Linked DNA regions of Mus musculus: region 1 is linked to region 2. Evidence: chromatin contacts called from public promoter capture Hi-C data. All regions are on one chromosome and are shown on one strand. Each heading gives the region's core, a stretch centred on a gene start, on an enhancer-like site or on the middle of the called end of the contact. The rest is flanking DNA. Distances are from core to core; before and after follow the strand shown.

Region 1 (4,722 bases), core at 1,808-4,307, 1.5 Mb before region 2:
CACTATGCCCAAAAGAGTTCTTTATATTATAATCTGTCAGAGTTTTTTTTTAAAAACTGTTTTATAATTATTTTTAAAACTTCCAGCAAAGCAATTATTATAATTTTCAGTCCATCTCTATGGATTTAATCACATTTCTTTTTTTTTTCTTTAAACTTCCTGCAGTGTTGGGGATAGAACTCAGAGCCTTGCAGCCAGTCATGGGCTCTCTCCAGCCCCAAAGATGTTATTTTATAGAAGTTCACCAACCCTTTATTCTAACTAAAGGTTAAAGATAATGTGGGATTTTGAGAAATATAAAAGTCCTTTTAAAAATTCACTTCTTGTGAGGAAATGGGAAAGTTAGACAAGGTCTTGGCTCTTACTGTAATTAGACTCATGGGGGCGAGGGGTTGGTTATTACTCTGGTTTGCCTGTCCTACTTCCGAGGCACTGGAACGGTTACTACGTTGATAGAAGATGCTTGACCCCACAAAGCATGTCAGGTTCAAATATATTTCCTTCCTTGTTCCTTTTCTGTACATTCATCATTATATCCATTTAGAGTTAAAAAATAAAGTTAAACGCCAGCTGTATCTAAAAATAATAAAGTTATAAATTATGGGTTACATTTTATTTATTGAAAAAAAAAAAGCCATTTGATTGCAGTAGGACTGGTGGTTCTTTGTAATGTTCCTAAGTCTGTCCACATGTGCTTTCACTCTAGGGTATAAAGAAGAAGAATTTAATTGGCAGTCCTACCTTAAGACTTGCAAAGCCCAGGCTGCTCCCAAGTCATTATTTGAAAATCAGAACATAGTAAGTGCATCTAACGTACTTTTCTTTCAGAATAAGTGATTTTTTTAAAGTGTCTCATAGGATAAATCACAAGCAATAACAAGGAGCTATAATAAAATTTATTGCCTTGGTAAGTAGAGTTCCCATGTCTTAATTAAACTTTAAAATTAGCTTAAATTCTTCATGAATAAATGTCAATTTATAACCATATTATGGTTGTCTTACTCAATGGTAGAAGACAACATAATATGAAATCCAGGTGTGACTTACAATTAAGATGGATAAAAATAAAATCGGTTGAAACATTATACTGTTACCTTCATTTAATTAGGAGCGCTGCTCAGCCGGAATTCACATGGTGTGATGGATGTAGCCCTGTTTGAGTTGCTGGCGGGAGGTCACTAGGGACTCTGCTATGCCTTTATTGAAGCTTATACCTTTGGTGGTCATAGTTATTGTAGGAAAAGCAAAGGCAGATGTGGGTGCATTTTCTGTTTCTTGTCTGTCTTTGTGCTTTCACTCTGTGTTCCTCCCGTGGCATATCCAAGGTGTCCTGATGCATTGCACCCTTCCCTCTCCAAGATATTATCTAAGCGCAGCAAATAAAATATGTCATTCTTATGGCTCACAAGGACTAGATGCAAGGGCACATACAACCTTTCACTGCAGATAAATGAACCTCATGATTCTGAACCCTGGAATTAAGGTTTTCCAGTGCCCTCAGTGGACAGTAGAACAGACTCTCTGCAGCCTGGGTCTCTAGTAAGAGTCTGAGCATCCTCCTGCTCTGGATTCATCCTTTAGGTAGCAGGGAGTAAAGAGGACAGAGGGGCAGCAGTGACACTCTCAGGGTTCCCTCCAGATGGAACAGGTATTAGCATCAGGGAAAACTTTCAGTCTGGGCAGTGATGTCAGGCAGCTGTTTTGAGGGTACAAATCTAATGGAAGAAATATGCTCTGATTAAATTGAACATAAATTATGTCGAATTAAAGATTAAAAGGAGAAAGAGAGAGAATATGGTCAGCCTATTTTATTATCTCTTAATTGGGCCGACAGCTTAATCAGTGGAATGTAAGTGTTCCCCCCACCCCCATAAGTGTTCTCTGACAAGATGTATCCCTGGAGAAAAGTCAGTGGGGTGGATGTGCAGCAGCCTGTGTCTCTGCCCCATAGCTGCTCCTCTAGTAATGACTTGCACCATGTCGTGATTAACTGCCCTGAACCATCACTAGATTCTAGACATGGTTAACACACAACCTAATCTTAGGCTGTGTTTTGGCATTGGAGAGTTAAATCTATGTCTACATTCTCCACCTCAGAATAGTCAGGTATTTATGGTCATAAATAGATATTAAAATTATGTGATAAATATTATAAATATATAATTTCAGGGTTCAAATGTATGTTAAGTGCTCTGTATATTATTTGCATGTGCCTATTTAATTCACTTAGGTCTTAACAGCATTTTCAGATATATTGGGCTACATTTTTGCAACTCTACTTGTATAGTTTTACTTTGTAGCATTTACTTGCTTAAAGCATTACAGTGTTACCCATATGCTTCGGTTTGAAATGAAGGATTTTCACTGGAGGGTAGAAATGACTTACATTGTTTTGTGGCTGACATAAGGAATATTCCAGTATCGTACTCTGAGATTACGATATTTTTCCACAAAAAATTGTGAGGGTTACTTACACATTGGTTTCCCTCAAGCACTAGCTTAGTGAACTTTTATGGCTGATACTATGTGGATTTCCTTAAAATACTTAATATTCCTAATGACAGTGTATGTTGACAGGGAGCTCCGCTGCAGCTGCTGTGAACAGAACTTTCTGTAGTAGCAAGCCAAACTTGTAATAGCTTGAAGCTTTTCATATAGGAAGGTGACCTACTTTCTTGAGCGAGTACTTGAGAGATGTTCACAGAGCTAAAAGTGAATTAGTAATGACTCCACATTTTTAAGAGAATTAAGTGCATCTTTTCTGTGAAATAATTTTCATTGTCCGATCTGAAATCAAGGAAAAGAAGGCCAAATAAGCCATGTGTTGACTCAGACTTGCCTGCCTAGTATCCGTCTCCTAACTAAGGTATTAAAGCACGTGCTGAAATTAATTATTTTAAACTCTGCAAGCTTGGGGGTGTTTAGTTCTGAGGCCCAGTTAATTGAATGTAACGTAGAGCTTTGTTTGTCTTTGTTGCCAGTAGAAAGCAACCCCACTGTGAGGCGGCCAATAGCGGTTCTAAATGAGGTGAAAGAAGCTGTGAATGCCTGTCCTTGAAGCAGGGTACAGAGTGTGTAGGTCTTTGCTGCTGAAGTGCGCGCTCATCTCTAATTAAATCTGCGTGTTTCCATAGACAGTGATCCCGTCAGGCTTTCGAGTTGGGATGAAGCTCGAGGCTGCAGACAAAAAGAGCCCTTCTGTCATCTGTGTTGCTACGGTAACAGATATGGTGGACAATCGTTTCCTGGTACATTTTGACAACTGGGATGAGAGCTATGACTATTGGTGAGACAGTTTCCATTACAACGCTTTTGAAATTTTAATGCTTATCTAGGGAAAAAAATCAGTACACAGTTCAAAATAAGGGACAATATGAAGTTCATAAGAAGCCCAAAAGTTCTAACTATGACTGACGTCAGCCTCGCTCTTAGGAGGTGGTGCAGGAGGATCGGGGCTCAAGGCCATCCTCTGCTACCTAGGGAATTGTGAGACTGTCTTGAAAAGAATAACAGTGCTCACATGGCAAGTCATGACTACCCTTAACTTTGTCTCTGGGGAGTCAAGTGCCCCCTTCTGTTGTCTGAGCACTGCACACACGGTACACAGAAATATAAGCAGGCAAATTACCCATACACAGAAAAATAAAATAAAATACTATAAGAGAAAAGAAAGAAAATAAAAAGCAAAAATTAAATCAAAATTCTGCTCCACTTTTTTGTATTACAGGTTTGTAAGCTTGTTCTACATTATATTTTTAAGCATGTCCCATGCCAGGAGTGGTGGCCCACACCTTTAATCCCAGCACTTGGGAGGCAGAGGCAGGCGGATTTCTGAGTTCGAGGCCAGCCTGGTCTACAGAGTGAGTTTCAGGACAGTCAGGGCTACACAGAGAAACCCTGTCTCGAAAAACCAAAAAAAAAAAAAAAAAAAAAAAAAAGAAGAAGAAGAAGAAGCATGCCCCATATTGTATCTCTAGTACAATATATTTCTAATGAAATCCTTTGAAATGACTCAGGATGTGTATTTGATTTAACAAACATAAAATTTGTATTCCTGAATTCCCAACACATGCCTCCATGTCTGAGCATGCACAGGCTCATTTTCTTCCTCATCTTGAGAGTCTTGTATAACTCTTTGAGAATTTTAACTATCTTTCCATATATTTATACTCAGCTAATTGAACCATTCAGATAGCTGAATACAAATGATATCATTTAAGGAATATTTTTTATTATTATATTATCTTACCATTTTCATAGTATGATGCTCTTAAAGTACAAAGTCTCTTTGTATTGCCCTAACTTTCCTGAAACTTGAGGTGCAGAACAGGGCTGGCCTTGAACTCACAGAGATCAACCTGCCTCTGTTGTCCAGGACATCACAGTGTTTTAAAGCCATAATTACTTCTTCAGTATGACATTGACTCTGCACATGGATTTCTGGAAGAAAGTAATGACCATGGGAAGCTTTTCACAAGTGCCCTGGTGAATAAACAGATAGAACCCTGCTTCCTTCTGATAAATGCAAAGGGAAATCTGCTCTCTTATAACTCATTCTGCATATTTAAAAGCATACACTAATGCCTTTATCTTCAGACTGGGATGTCTTTGAGGGCTACTTATGTTTCTATTGACATGAAATGATATTTTGTTAATTGTCAGCAAAAGAAAGTGTGTTCCCTTCCTTAGTGTGCAACTAAGGCACATTTAAAATTGCTTAAT
Region 2 (4,550 bases), core at 714-3,213:
TCTATCTGGAAAAAAAGAAAGAAAAATTTGAAAGCAAGAAGGTAGTTAATAAATATAGGTGGTAAGGACACATAACAATATGCTACACCGCTATAAGAAGTAAGAAAGAAACTGTAACTCAAAAAATTCCTTGAAATACCTTTAGAACTTATTATTAATGGTGAGAAGTACAGAGCTAACTGCTGACCAATACCTATGGTATATGGTGATTCTATAAAAATAATTCTGAGCCGGGCGGTGGTGGCGCACGCCTTTAATCCCAGCACTTGGGAGGCAGAGGCAGGTGGATTTCTGAGTTCGAGGCCAGCGTGGTCTCGAACTCAAAAAGCAGAAAATAATAATAGTAATAATAATTGTGAGCCTGAGGATGTAGTTCAGAGACGACTGTGTGCCTAGCATGTGGACACATGTTCACATGTTCGGAGACCAGTGTGTGAGGCCCTGTGTTCACCCCCCACACCCCAGCACTGTTTAAAGAGAAAAGAACGAAGATGGCTTTATAATCCTAGAACTCAGGACACAGAGAGACAGTCTTATAGCTAAACAGTTCTGGGAACACAAACTAGGATGCTGGCTTCAGACAGGAAGGGCAGGTGGCTGAGCTAGATCAGGAAGACGGCCAGCGTGTGGAGCTTGGTCACGCTTGCCTTATATATTTCAGGTTCACGTCAAAGCATGACCTGTTGAAAATAGAAAGTTTAAAACATGAACATATTGCCTTTAGGATCCATAACTGGGTGGCAAATTTTATACTAGCTCACAGGCACAGAAAGCCCAGCGGCTCACTTCTCTGTCTACAGTGCATCATGAGAAATACTACTCTAGTGGGGACTCTATCACAGTGTCTTTATGAGGACATATTTATAAATACTGGGCCATTTTTTGAATAGTGACATTTTTCTTTTACGAGAAAAGTTTAGCATATCTGTTTCCATTCAAAGCCAATTTATACAAAGAGGATAAAAACTACCTTACATAATATAACATAGAAGGAAATTTTTAAAACATTTCCCACTGCAATCTTATTACCTTGAACTTTTAACACAGGTTCTCCAGTAAGTACATTTACATAAAATGACAGCAGTCTTATTTTTCCCTTTCCTAAACGATCTTAAGAAAAAGATCAAAGAAGATGTAAAAAGTAAAAAGGAAGGCGTCAAACGTCATTAAGTGGATGTTCAACATGAAATGTCTCACCTGAGAAAGTCCACTCCAAAACTGCCGGAAGGCCGCCAAGCAGCTAATTAGTTTTGTTTTTTCATCCTCGGGGGTATCCATAAACATTCTGAAAAAACAAAAATCACATTATCTGCTGCTAGTTTTAAACAGGTACACATCCTGCAAGGTAGATTTTTTTTAACTCCTCAAAACCAACTTAAGTGGAATCTAACAAAGATAAATCTACAAACAACAATTAAAAAAACACACACACACACACAAAGATCTGCCTGCCACATACTCACCCTGGGAAGGCCTCTTCTATAATTTCTGTTTTCTGCAAACAAACAAAAACTAGTAAACGATCTGACTACTAAAAGGGGGCGGGGTGGGAGATGTCCCCGAGAGAAATATTCCCGGGCAATACAGATAGAGCACGACACTTTTATGGGGACCGCGGCGGGAACTAACAGCACTTTCTTAGATCTGGCAGCAGTCCGGGGATGGGGGGACCGCCACCCCGGTTCAGACGCCTATGTCAACATAGGGGCGGGAAAGGAGCTGGCCCAGGCCCGCAGCCTGGAGCCGCACGCAGCCTGCACTTCCCGGAGCCATGGCTCTGGCTTACGGACAGTGGCACTCACCACCACCTCCTCGAAAATGCTCTGCAGTTGCGTCTCCATCGGTACCATCGAGCCCCGGGCTCCCGGGGAACCCGGCGACAGACGGGTGAGAGCCAGGGTCGGGAAAGAATGGAGCGGAGGGGCGGAGCCACCAGCAGGAAGCCGCCGCTCTCTCTTGCTCTGTTACTTCCTTCGGTGCCAGGCGAATGAGCCCGCCCGGTGCTTACCCGTTACCAGCCCCTCTGAAATCTGTATCTCAGCCTGTTGGTTCCGCTCGTAGAGGTGACCCCGTAAGCTGACAGCGCTGCTTGATCCCGGGCAAGGCCACCCTCTCCTGGCTGGAGCCGGAACTGCGACCTGTTTGGAGTTTCATTTGCAGATCCGAATCACAAGGGCTGTGGCCAGAACCAAGTGGGTGACTGTCAAGAGCTGACCTCGTGAAGCAGTTGATACCACGTTATTCTTGCCCAATAGGACCCATGTCTTCACTATGGTACCCTCAGTTGCTAGCACAGTGATGGGCGTGTCGTCATCGTTTATTGAATGTTGAAAAAAAAAAAAAGAATAAACCCTTTATTGTTAATTCGCAAATAAGTGGCGGTACTAAGTACATCATTTTAAAACAATTTTCCCATCATCCTGGTAAATTTCTGAAAACTTTTTTTTTTATTGTCTTAGTATGAAGAAATTTTTGTCTATCCAAAGGCTATTCGTCAATGTTTTCTTCCAGAAACTTTGTTCTAGCTTTGGTATTTAAGTCCATATTTTTTTAATTGGTTTTCATGACTGGAGATAAGTTCTCACAGGACTTTTCCCTCTTTGGGGAGATGTAAATAAATGTTTATAAACCCTAAATAGAGGACATTGACAGATTAAAGAAAGGATCTTGCCGGGCGGTGATGGTGCACGCCTTTAATCCCAGCACTTGGGAGGCAGAGGCAGGTGGATTTCTGAGTTCAAGGCCAGCCTGGTCTACAAAGTGAGTTCCAGGACAGCCAAGGCTACACAGAGTAACCCTGCCTCAAAAAAAAAAAAATCTCATTCAAATCCAGCTTGGTAAAACAATGAGCTTATTATAGTTTCTTATAGAAGCACGTGACTCGGGTACCCTCATTACTAGGAACTCCTACCTCAAGCATAGATGACTTACAAAAAGGCATACCAGTGTAGTACCCTCCCAATAAAATATTTAAATTTAACACAATGTTGGAGAATTAGAGGGGCTTCTGGGGAATCGTGTAAGGACCATCTTGAGTTTCCATGGCGTCTTCATTTTATTTTATAGTTTTGAGACAGGGTATTTTGTATCCCAAGTTGACCATGAACTTACTATGTAGCAGAGTGACCTTGAATATTTGATCCTTCTATTTCTCATGGCGAGAGATGGGACGCCCCTGAGACTATCTGCCAGGAAGAAGTGTTGGGTTAGGTTTCAGATTGGACCTGGGGTTAGGGTTAGGTGTGCTAGGGTTTGGGTTAGGATTGAACTCAGGGCTTCCTGCTTGCTAGACAAACAGTTTACCAGTAAAGACACATTCCCACTCCCATCTCTCATGTGGGTTTCAGGCAACTGAAGCTGCTCTGCTCTAACAGTGAAGCAGGCACTGCTTCCTGAGAGCTTATGGGCAAGAAGCTGGTGATTTTCCAGTCATAGTCTGGCAGAAACTTAGCTTCCCAACAAATGTAAATGATATCCAATCACTGTATATAGCATTGTTTACTGTACCATAGCTACTGAGATGAACTGTTTAATTTTCTAGTTGAAGAGTAGCCTGAAAGACTTAACATTCAGTGTTCTGTTTGCTGTGGACATGATATGAAAGACTGTGTAGTTTAAATAATAGAGATTTATGTTGATGTTGATACAAATCTGGAGGACAGACAGTCTCCCTGGCTGGTAGATGGACATCTTCAGCTTTCTTGTTGTCTTTCCTTTTTGTGGCTGAGGTTGCTATTGTTCCTCCATATTCTCCTCCTTTTTTTTCCTCTTCCCATGTCTTCTGGTCTGTGATAAGGTCTTATGTGCTCCTAGGCTTGTCTTGAGCTCATTTTGTCAAACTGCCTTCTAAATATGTAGGCTTACACTTATAGACTTGTAGTAATGTCAGCCTTTAGTCAGAGAAGATACCAATATCCTGGTGTATACTTGCTAACTAGCCCTGAGGTCCCACCCCATACTGAGTAGCTATATTCTTGAATAAACAGGTTAAATGATGTTCGGGTCCCACCCTTTACTGAATAGGCAAATCCTGGCATAGATAGGCTAAATGATCTTCAGGTCCTACTCCTTACTGGGTAGATATAAGTAGTGGTTTGGGGGGACGGAAAACTCTTTCATTTTTGAAGATATGGAGTTGTCTATGCTCTAGTGCAGGGGTTCTCAACCTGTAGGTTGAGACCCCAACAGGGGTAACAAATCAGATATCCTATATATCAGATATTTATAGTCTATAACAGTATCAAAATTACAGTTATAAAGTAGTAACAAAATAATTCTATAGTTGGGGTCACCACAAAGAGAACTGCATTGAAGGGTTGCAGTTTTGGGAAGGTTGAGAACCACTACTATAGTTGGTTGCACTATATCTGTGTGTGTATAAGCAGCCCTAGCTAGACCTAGTGGGTTGTAAACAAAATAAGGCATGAAGCTGGGAGGAGGGCATGCTGAGGCAATACGAGGAGAATTGGAGCAGCAAACGGGGATAAATCGGATCATACTTCATTGTATACATCTATAAAATTCTCAATAAATTCACAGATAAATTTTTA

What was found. Promoter capture Hi-C pulls out the DNA fragments that hold promoters and counts their contacts.
Region 1: a promoter capture Hi-C map of hippocampal neurons shows a contact between it and region 2, with 7 times the contacts expected there. The contact joins the enhancer-like site here to the promoter of Med23 in region 2. A contact is called at or near these places in 5 of 39 promoter capture datasets (embryonic stem cells, hippocampal neurons, liver and 1 more), 1 of 115 datasets of contacts at active chromatin or transcription factors (large pre-B cells) and 1 of 9 other capture datasets (adipose tissue).

The regions. Positions count from the first base shown.
Region 1 is chr10:26,326,251-26,330,972 of GRCm38.p6, reverse strand. L3mbtl3 (L3MBTL3 histone methyl-lysine binding protein) reads left to right here. Exons shown (of 22, transcript NM_001359254.1): 11 at 707-798; 12 at 3,135-3,286. Among named protein-coding and RNA genes, the nearest start is that of L3mbtl3, 45 kb to the left of the region's middle. Within about 2 kb of position 3,057, at least 35 of the 459 cell types and tissues checked have an H3K27ac peak or open chromatin away from gene starts, as enhancers often do. A contact at or near this core is called in hippocampal neurons, where this site is marked.
Region 2 is chr10:24,867,399-24,871,948 of GRCm38.p6, reverse strand. It overlaps Med23 (mediator complex subunit 23), which reads right to left and starts at 1,963. Exons shown (of 30, transcript NM_001166416.1): 1 at 1,803-1,963; 2 at 1,464-1,495; 3 at 1,198-1,285. The coding sequence starts at 1,850.